Regions from separate parts of the Zea mays genome. Here all the other regions are linked to region 3. Evidence: chromatin contacts called from public Hi-C data. All regions are on one chromosome and are shown on one strand. The core of a region is the stretch at or near the end of the contact, and the rest is flanking DNA. Distances in the headings are between cores, read along the strand shown. Region 1 holds the start of LOC100277712. Region 2 holds the start of LOC100281408 (boron transporter-like protein 2). Region 3 holds the start of LOC103649680.

Region 1 (3,245 bases), core at 339-2,838, 350 kb after region 3:
AGGCGACTTTCACCTAGAGCATGTCAAAGTTTCACATGGAATTGGAGCTATTCGAAAGAGGTGTTTGGCTAGGAGCCTAAGACGATGCCCTCATCTCTAAAAATACTGATTACAAGACAAATCACCATTATTGCCCCTATTTTTGGACCTATATGTCATCTTTTCTAGCCCCATCTCTTTTCCATCACGCACATACTTGCCAAGGAGGGTGGGGCGGAAGGGGGCGAGCGACGCACGAGGCGTTGGTGTTGGAGTGACCGAGCATCGCACGAGGCTGGTGCATGAGGGGTGATGGGAGGCAGGAGTGCCAGTTCGCGACGGTTAATGGGAGGTGTTGCTGGGGACGTCCACAAGATGGGGGTGGAACCGATCTTTTTTTTCCTCGAACACTACCTAGGAGAGAGTTGTGTAATGGATGGCAATAGGTAATTACCGTATAACTCTTTGACAAATTATAAAATAAAGATTTCTGTAGCACTTTTTTAAGGTTCCACCAAAAAATGTGGAGCTAATAGGTAGATTCACATTTTTGTGGAGTCGGCGATGTTTGATTGAAATAAGTTGGATTGGAGCTGGATTTCCTGCATTAAAGCCGTCCCCAACACCTCGTTAAGAGCATCTCCAATAATGCCTCAAACTAGTGACTAAAATTGAAATATAGGGCTCTACATAGAGAAAACTACTCCAACAGTGTCTTATTTCATAAAATTTTGTCAAAAAACTATATAACACCCTCTCAAGTGACTCAAATATACTACACCGTAGTGGGCTGCCCTATAATCTAGATGTGAAGCTTTACTGTTGGAGCAGGGTGTTTTGTTGGTGCCCTAAATTCTATAAAATATACTTATTTTTAAATTATAAGATATTTTTATAGATCACGTTGTTGGAGATGCTCTTAGTCAGTAGGACGTTGACCGATGTGGCATAGTTTTTTTTTGACAGTATACATTAGCGACACCTTGATTTGGAAATAAAATTTTGATGGGATTAATTTCAAATTTCCTTTTAAAAACGATCTAAAGAGTAAAAAAAAAGGCGGTGTGCCCGCCGCCCGCGTATTTGAAACGGACCCCGAACCCGACGGCAGAGAAGCCGCAGAGCGAGCCACCGTCCCAGCGAAGTTGTCCGAAAAGCAAGAAAAAAGCCGGCCCCATCCCGATCGGCCCAACCCAGGACATGTGTAAGATACTAGGTTATAGTTCTCTGAGCATTAAATATACGTAAAAACCTTGTTATATAATCTAATGTATTTAAGTCTTATATTTTTTTTATAATAGAACCTCTCAAAATACGATTTATTTGTGTTGATTATATGACTAGCTTATTTGTGTTGATTGTATGACTAGAACCGTTTCTAAACTTATAAAACCCCGTCTTTGTTTTTTCATTTAGCCCTTGATAGTTGAAATACATGCTCTAAAAGCGACGGCCCGCGCTCGAGAAAAAGCGCACCGCACGACGCATGCCGCGGCCCCGCTCGCCTGGCCTGCACGAAACCTTATCCACTCGTTGGGCTCGGCCCCTCCGTTCTTGTCGCACGCTTTATAATCCCCCCAGGCCACCACCACCTTTGCAATCCCAATCCCAATCCCAATCCCAATCCACCCGCAGGTCGCAAACTCAACACACAGTCAGCCTCAAACCTCTTTCTCGTCCGAATCCAGAACTTCCATCCATGGCAGTGTCATCAGGGATGGTCTTCTCCGTCCGCCCGCCGGCTCCGGCCCGGCCCTGCGCTTGCTCTGCCACGGCGAGGGCGCGCCCCGTCGGCGACGGCGCCAAGTGGTGGGCGCCGCTGCTGGGGTGGTCCGGGCAGCCGGACTACATCGACGCGCGGCCGGCGTCCGAGGACGAGCCTCTGCCGCGGGGGCCGGCCTCGGCCTCGGCCTCGGCCAGGCGGTTCGGCGTGCTGACGGAGGACAAGGCGCGGCGGCTGCGCGTGCAGATGATGGAGACGGAGAGCTTCCACGACGCCATGTACCACTCCGCCATCGCGTCCCGCCTCGCCTCCGCCGCGCCCGACGCCAGGCCCTAGCCGCCGGCCAGATCGCCGTGGCAGCCCGTGTCTGTACATACGTGCGTGTGCTTGAACCTTTCCAGCTTCCGTCCGTCCTTGTTAAAAAAAAATGAATAGCGTGGCGAGTGCCGGTGTTGCTGCGGAGGAGATGGAGATGGAGATGGAGGAGGGGGACTAGTATTAGGATGGTGTCCCTCCCGACCCGACTCGATCGGCTGCGACCCAGTAGAGATATATGTTCATGTAGCTGTGTACCATTAGTTCTTGCGCTAAATGTTATGGAGTGGTGATGTTTTCGGTTTGACTTGGTAAATTAATACGTATGTGTTTTCCTCTTGTACTGCAACAGCAAACACATCTTCTTTTCGATCCTCTGCAAACTGCCTGCAAAGTACTCAAGGGCATGCTTGGAGTCCTAAAATTTTATTAGAATCACATCCGACCATGTCCTGCATCATTCGTCATCAACACGAAGCGTCAGTGAGAGAGAGAGAGAGAGGCAGAGCTTCCCCAATGGCTGTCGTGTCCCTTTCGGCACGCACCGAAGTCAGCTGTGAATCCTGTCCCCGTCAAGCCTCGCAAGATTTTTCGTCCGAGTCCGAGTGTGTCTGTTATCCCAGTCACGTCGCACATCCGCACCAATCAGGCACGGCAACGCTTCACGCCCCCGTACTGCCAAACCTCCGTCCCTGAAACTGACGTCCGCGTATAAAAACTACTCCGGTGGATTGCCGGTTTGATGCATGGTAACTAATAGTTAAATGACTAAAACATTCAAGTGCAAACTGACTAACTATTAATTGATTTTAACTGGATTAAACTAGCCAATGGACTTCTCTCGTCCTGGTTTATCAGTTCGCTTCGGATTAAAATCGATTCTCTCGTCCAGGTTTATCTATTCACTTCGGATTAAAGTCGATTGTTACAGTTAAACTCGTAGAGACAAAAACACCGTATAAGCTGTAGAAGCCGGTATAGATTGAAGTCAAGCGAACATGTTAGGGATGTCTTTAATTCTCTCTAACGTTGGTACTATTGTATTGATGTATACGTGTTTAAAGAGAGAGTCTGCCTTATTTTATAGACTAGAATAAAATTGGTTACACCTTATACCTCTACTACTTATTAAGGCAGTAAGAGATAGGCTGTTATTCTATGTTCTGTCATTCCCATTTCCTGTTCTACCTTTCAGATTTCTCCCTCCCCGCACAGTCCATTATCACCA
Region 2 (3,171 bases), core at 310-2,809, 270 kb after region 3:
CGCTATTCTGAATTTTCAAGTTCTCTGGAATTTTTACTGGAACCACAATTTGTATGGAGTTAAGAACTGTTCTGCTTGTTCCATCAATATGTATGCAGGTTCTAATATATATTGTGGATCTGATACATATGTACACACTCTCATAATTCACTGGTTTATAAAAATTTAGAATATATATGTGTTCAAACGTCCAGCCCTACTTTCTTTTTATTACTAATCTGTTATTCTATTTATACGTTCATTTATACATTTGTTCATTTATACATTTGAAGAGAGATGTGTTAGTAGAGTCACTGGACACCCTGACAACCAAACGATCACAGGGCGCTTAAACCCCACCGGGCAGCACCAGACGGGGAAGAAGTATAGCAAGTTTTGCCCCCATCGGTGGTATGTAACCTGGGTGGCTGTTTCCTGTGCAGCACCAGACTGTGTTGCGTCCCGGTTAGTGCGTGGGAGTTGAAAGCTGGTCCCTTGACCGTAATTTTAAAATTTATCAACGGGGCCGAATGAGATCAACCTAACGGCTAAATTGAACAAAAAAACCGGTGTTGGATGGTAACGCTATTATGACGATGAGGCCGGGTTGGCTTAGAGACGGGGTAGGTGACCGCAACTGGAGATAGATCGGGTCCCTTCGATTAAGTGTGAGAGGAGTTACTATGAACGTTGGCTCACGTGTGACGTAAAATTGTTCGAGTTGACTTTGGTTCGGTCCGAAACGAATGATGTCAACCTAAAGATTGCAATCATTATCGACGTAATAATATTATTTGTTGCTGCAGCTCCAACCCTGCCGTCACAAGAAACTAGTAGTGATGGGCCATGAGCTTCCAAGGTCTGAAGGGAATTTTACGCTCGGCCGCGGGAGGATCGCGTCGTACGTGGACGTGTGTGGTACGTACTTGGACTGCAGGACTGGTGGTGCCGTGGCATTTTCTCGGTGGGTGATAGATAGGCAGTTTTTTGTTGCAGCGACAGGCACCGTCGTACGGGAGACCCCGACCCCGACCTCGGCCTGCACTGCACCCATCTCCCTCCGGGATACGGTGCTGTTGCTAGCCTGTTAGTAGCGGCCCTGAAAGGTGCGGATGTGATATGGCGCGCTTGTGTACGTATCGACCAGAAGGGTGCTCACATGTGTGTGTGTGTGTGAGTACTATGAAACATGGGACGGGAAGCCGTTGACCTTTGGCTCTCCGTCACGGGGCCTCAGCCGCCGCTGCCGGTGCGGTCCGGAGTCCGGACTGCGGCCAGGCCAGGCACAGGCGCGCTCCTCCACGCCACGTGCCGGGTGGACCCCCCCCTGCGGATCGCCAGCGGTGGGCCCCTTCCAAGTGTCACTTGCGGGCGGCTCCACTCGTGAGGCAGCCAAGACGGACAAGGGTCGCACCTGCGGGCTGCGGCCCAGCCCAAACTCGACAGTGAGCGAGACGAGACGCCAGGCAGCATTGATCGAGACTCGAGAGCGCGTCCTCCTCCCTCGCCGCGCTCGGCTGCCTGCCTTGCCTTCTCTTCTCGGCTCACACATAAATACCGGCATCCGGGCGAGACTCTACCTCGACAAAGCCCACGCCGCGCCCTCGCCCTCGCCCTCGCCCCCCTGCCTAGGGCTCCGCGCCGCCCCGAGGAGAGGAGAACGCGCGCGCGCGCGCGCGCGCCATTGCGGATCCAAACGCTCCGCCGCCTCAACTCCCTCGTCAATTCACCTCCGCCGCCGCCGCCGCGCCGCTTCGAACACGGTACGGCTTCGATCTACTGCCCGATCGGGTGGGTTCGGTTCGGTCCATGTGCGCGTTACCTCGTCGCCGGATGCCGCGTCGATGTCTGCAGATTCGGAGAGTTACTCATGGTGTCCCCAGACTGTTCTTCTGGCGTCGCCTCCTCTCCCTCCCTCCCTCTCCCTCCCTCCCTCCCTCTCTCTCTCTCTCTCTCTCTCTCTCTCTCTCTCTCTCTCTCTCTCTCTCTCTCTCTCTCTCTCTCTCTCTCTCTCTCTCTCTCTCTCTCTCTCTCTCTCTCTCTCTCTCTCTCTCTCTCTCTCTCTCTCTCTCTCTCTCTCTCTCTCTCTCTCTCTCTCTCTCTCTCTCTCTCTCTCTCTCTCTCTCTCTCTCTCTCTCTCTCTCTCTCTCTCTCTCTCTCTCTCTCTCTCTCTCTCTCTCTCTCTCTCTCTCTCTCTCTCTCTCTCTCTCTCTCTCTCTCTCTCTCTCTCTCTCTCTCTCTCTCTCTCTCTCTCTCTCTCTCTCTCTCTCTCTCTCTCTCTCTCTCTCTCTCTCTCTCTCTCTCTCTCTCTCTCTCTCTCTCTCTCTCTCTCTCTCTCTCTCTCTCTCTCTCTCTCTCTCTCTCTCTCTCTCTCTCTCTCTCTCTCTCTCTCTCTCTCTCTCTCTCTCTCTCTCTCTCTCTCTCTCTCTCTCTCTCTCTCTCTCTCTCTCTCTCTCTCTCTCTCTCTCTCTCTCTCTCTCTCTCTCTCTCTCTCTCTCTCTCTCTCTCTCTCTCTCTCTCTCTCTCTCTCTCTCTCTCTCTCTCTCTCTCTCTCTCTCTCTCTCTCTCAGCGGTGTGTGTGTGTGTGTGCATGCGTCCATGCATGACGACTGGCTCATGCTTGCACTATGTGTGTATGTGCGTGTTTTTAGAACCAACGCCGGTGTGTGTGGTTTCACTCCGACCATCCGGAGATTGATTTTTTCCCCCCTGGGAGTGGGGGATTTGCAGAGGTTTTCGCGGCTGTCTCCGACGATCGCCTCAGCGATTTTCTGTTTATGTGGTGTTTTTTTAAACGGCTCCAGCATCCGAATCTCGTGCTCCTTGTTTTTCCACTGCTTCTGCTTGTATTCGCTAGAAAATTCGTCGCACACACCCGTGCGTCGCGTGCCTTTTTCTTGTAGAAGTCTTCTTTTACTTATTTGTTTGACCGGTTCTGGACGTGCATCGCGCACAGCTGTTATTTCTCCTTAAAAGTCGTCGTGGAAAAATCGATCCGTGCGTTCGTTCGTTCCTTGCTCTGCGTTAGGACTGGGTCCCACCCGTGGAGGGGACCTCTTGGACCAGACTGTGAGCTGCAATTTTTCCGCCGGAACAGTTTTTAGTGCTCTAATTCTAGTTCATCAGAGCATTTTGCACTAGTTTTGGTATAGCTGCTGGATTAAATTGTTCGAACGGTTATTTAAAAAGTTG
Region 3 (3,384 bases), core at 674-3,173:
GGTCTGATGTAAATCGCAAAATCTTGACTTCAATAGAATTGACAATGGATATGCAGTGTCTCTGATCCTCGACAACAACAGCAAACTCACACTTGCACTTGACTTACTTTGGATTAACAGCTCTATCAAGGAAATGCCCGTCATTTAGAACCATATACGCAAAATTAGTAAGCGCCATACCACGCCTCTCATATATCTTAGTAGTAGTTTCAGACACATTTGCTACAGGTCGTTGGTGCTTTGACAACATCTCAGCGTACAGGTCGTTGGTGCTTTGACAACATCTCAACTTGAAAGTAGCTGAAACTGAAAGATAGCCAAGGCATCCTCAATACCTCCCCAGTGACGAACCCCCCACCTCCACCGCACACACGCACACCCAACTGGCCTTATCGCTTTCAAACGCCGAATAATCACTTTAAGTTGGCTAGACAACGTATAGCTTCTTTGGTTCTATTTGTTTCAGCTTACGCCCCGTTTGGATCTCTTTATTTTAGACAGTTTGAATCCACTCAATAAAGTAACTTATTTAACTATTTCGTAGTCTATATATAGTTGTTTCGTAGCCTAAATTATAAAAACGTAGATTAGTCTTATCTAAGACACAAAATAAAAAATGCCCTTATTTGTTTATTTGATTTTTTGCAATTATGGCATTGTAACGATCATACATTTAAAGATACGAAAATAGAATTGTGCCAGTTGGTACATCTTATTTGGCCAAAAGAAAGTATATATAAATAAAATTACAGTCTTCTAGCAAACAATGCAGCAATTTGATCTCGAATATTATTCATGTCGACCTTTCAGTAAGTCCAATTTATTCTTCAATTGAAGCCTTGAATGGTGCAGTCATGTTGCTATCTTGTACTTTTCAGCTATGTTGTTGTGACCACGGGTAGTCATGATGTCATTCGACCTATTACCAGCATTGATTTCTTGGATACAAATTTCACAAAACCCTCTAGTGTTCTCAAAAGTCCAAGCTGCTTTGTCATAACTTCATTCTACTCAAAATTAAAAACATGCATGCAAATAAAGTTTAGGAATTTAAAACATATACACAGTTAACGTCCTGGAGTACAATAGAAAAAAATAGTGGGAAGAAATTTACATTGTTTTCAATTAGTGGTTCAGCATGTTGTTCCTCTTCGTTGGGTTGCGAATCGCCCACATCAATTAAATTAGATCGTGGAGGCTTGTAGGCGCAGGGCGCTCCCATGTTCGTGGCCACGAATAAAACGAACAGACCCTTGCGAACCTTGTGATGGCCACTTTCCACGTCCGGATCCTTTCTCGGACTGTGGTACTCCATCGAAAATAACGTCTACAAAGTAAGATTGTGTTAACATTTTAACAAACAAGTGGGGTTCAGAAGAACATGTAGACCTAACACAAGACACTAGTGAGCATTTTATCGAACATCTACAGCACACCTGCCACATGAGCCGTAGCTTCATTCGGTGTGGTGACACCGGGCCCTGCGATCGTGGCGCCATTGCCGCGCCCTGCGGACAAAGAGCCAATGTTGCACACAACGCTACTATTCCGACTTCGTGCTCTGTCGCGCGTAGTGCTCGCGGTGGTGAGGCCGCGCCCAGTGCTCACCATGTCGAGGCTCGCGGTGGCGAGTCCAGGCCCAGCCCTATCGCGGCCCATGCTGGAGCTTGCGACGTCGCGCCCCCCTGTCCGCATGCCAGTGGTGGTGCTGAGCCCTCCTGTGCCCGTGAGCTCACCATCTGAAGCCGGTGTCGGTACGAGCGCTCTTTCTTCGTCTTCCAAGAACGAGTTGAAATCCAACCCTCGCCTCAAGGTGCTCCTATACTTCAATGTCGAGCCAGGTTTTCCTCGTTGTTGAGGTCATCTATGGAGGGAGAGGCTGGCAGTATGGGCACGCATGATGGAGACAATGGGCAGAATGTCGGCGTCCTCGTTAGATGCGTTAGGGATGAAAACGGTCGGAAACGGTATTTATTCGGTAATCAGTTTTTTCTTTGATTGCGAATAAATATGATATAGAATATACAATATAAATTTGTATTCTTGTTTTTAACATCCAGCTTGTTAAGATTCATAAAAGATAAATCTTAAATTCATCCTACATTTTCTCAAATAATAGATATAAACTTCGGTATGGATTCGGAAACAAATTCGGTAATTTTTTTAACTTTTTGTGTTGTAGGGAGCAAATAATATATAAAACAACTTATATAATATTTTATTCATATTTGTACTAATGTGCTTGATAACATAAGAAAAGATCAACATCAAATTTTATATATATCTATTTTAAAATATTAAATTTGTTCTAACAGTTCGGATTACCACTTTCATCCCTAGATGCGTGGAGGCGGGTTGGAGAAAGCAGCAGGGAAGGGGGCAAAGGGATGGATGAATGGGCGGCCGCGAGCCCAGCACGAAGCCCTTTATTTGGGTCCAATCTAAGCCCAGCACATCTAGTTCTATGTGGGGCCGGGCTCGAACAGGAAACTGTGCTTACCGGCCCGTTTACCTCTAAGCCTGATTTTTTGCACTAAACTGTGCTTACTGGCCCGCTTAGTCCGTTTTTCGGCTCGCTTTTTCCGTGCTTACCGGGCTGGTCCGACCCGTTTAGGCCCGCTGTGGGCCGTGCTCGGACAGAGAAACGAGCCCGCATGCTTAGATGGCCCGACCCAATTTTCTAACCGTGTTTGGCGGGCTAGGCCCAAAACGAGTCAGGCTTCACCGGGCCCGGGTCGGGCCGGGCGGCCCGTTTGGCCAGGTAGGATGGAGGAAGCGGCCGTCAGGATGGAGAGTACCGTGATGGGGGAGACCGATCGGACCGATTTTTTTGTTTTTTAATCTTTTTTCTAACAAAAATTTACATTAGACACATAGATGACTTATTTCAGGATTTGGACCCGAAGCTCAGCGCCATCAGCTACGACGCCGAGGTAACACAGCTCGGCGCCATAGGCTATGCGCCGAGCTTTGACGTGGTGGTGGTGGCTCGCGGTGGCTAGGGCTGGCGTGGCGCTGACGTGACCCTCCTAGCTTGACGCCACAGATTTTGGCGCCGAGCTAGGAAGTCTTATAAATCGTCCGTTCTGCTGGCCGAGAGGGACGTCCTCCTCATTTCTCAACTTCGCCTCCATTCAAATCATCTTAAAAAACGGCCAGATTCGAGTTGGAATACTTTGTATACCAAGGTATGGTGTCTCACTGATTTGTTTTGTATATTATGTTGTAATTTTTCGATTATTAGTTTTGATTGTTGCTCCTAGGATATATAGTTCATATGATGACTACAATTTTGATTGTTGCTCCTAGGATATATTAGTTTAGATAATTGTGTTAATAAATAATCGTTTCTTAGATGAAAGACATGTACCGGGAGGCATTGTG

The links. Hi-C and Micro-C count contacts between places; a contact is called where the count stands out from the background.
Region 1: a Hi-C map of tassel shows a contact between it and region 3, with 4 times the contacts expected there. The contact joins the promoter of LOC100277712 here to the promoter of LOC103649680 in region 3. A contact is called at or near these places in 5 of 25 Hi-C or Micro-C datasets (bundle sheath, ear, endosperm and 2 more).
Region 2: a Hi-C map of ear shows a contact between it and region 3, with 5 times the contacts expected there. The contact joins the promoter of LOC100281408 here to the promoter of LOC103649680 in region 3. A contact is called at or near these places in 11 of 25 Hi-C or Micro-C datasets (bundle sheath, ear, endosperm and 3 more) and 1 of 3 datasets of contacts at active chromatin or transcription factors (leaf).

What each region holds. Positions count from the first base shown.
Region 1 is chr3:11,033,969-11,037,213 of Zm-B73-REFERENCE-NAM-5.0, forward strand. It overlaps LOC100277712, which reads left to right and starts at 1,589. Exons shown (of 1, transcript NM_001371599.1): 1 at 1,589-2,366. The coding sequence starts at 1,679. The coding sequence ends at 2,038.
Region 2 is chr3:10,950,776-10,953,946 of Zm-B73-REFERENCE-NAM-5.0, forward strand. LOC100281408 (boron transporter-like protein 2) reads left to right here and starts at 1,560. Exons shown (of 14, transcript NM_001365686.1): 1 at 1,560-1,742. LOC109944952 reads left to right here. Exons shown (of 4, transcript XM_020550709.1): 4 at 99-105. The coding sequence ends at 105.
Region 3 is chr3:10,684,546-10,687,929 of Zm-B73-REFERENCE-NAM-5.0, forward strand. LOC103649680 reads right to left here and starts at 1,924. Exons shown (of 3, transcript XM_020550664.3): 1 at 1,437-1,924; 2 at 1,115-1,327; 3 at 611-1,007. The coding sequence starts at 1,499. The coding sequence ends at 903.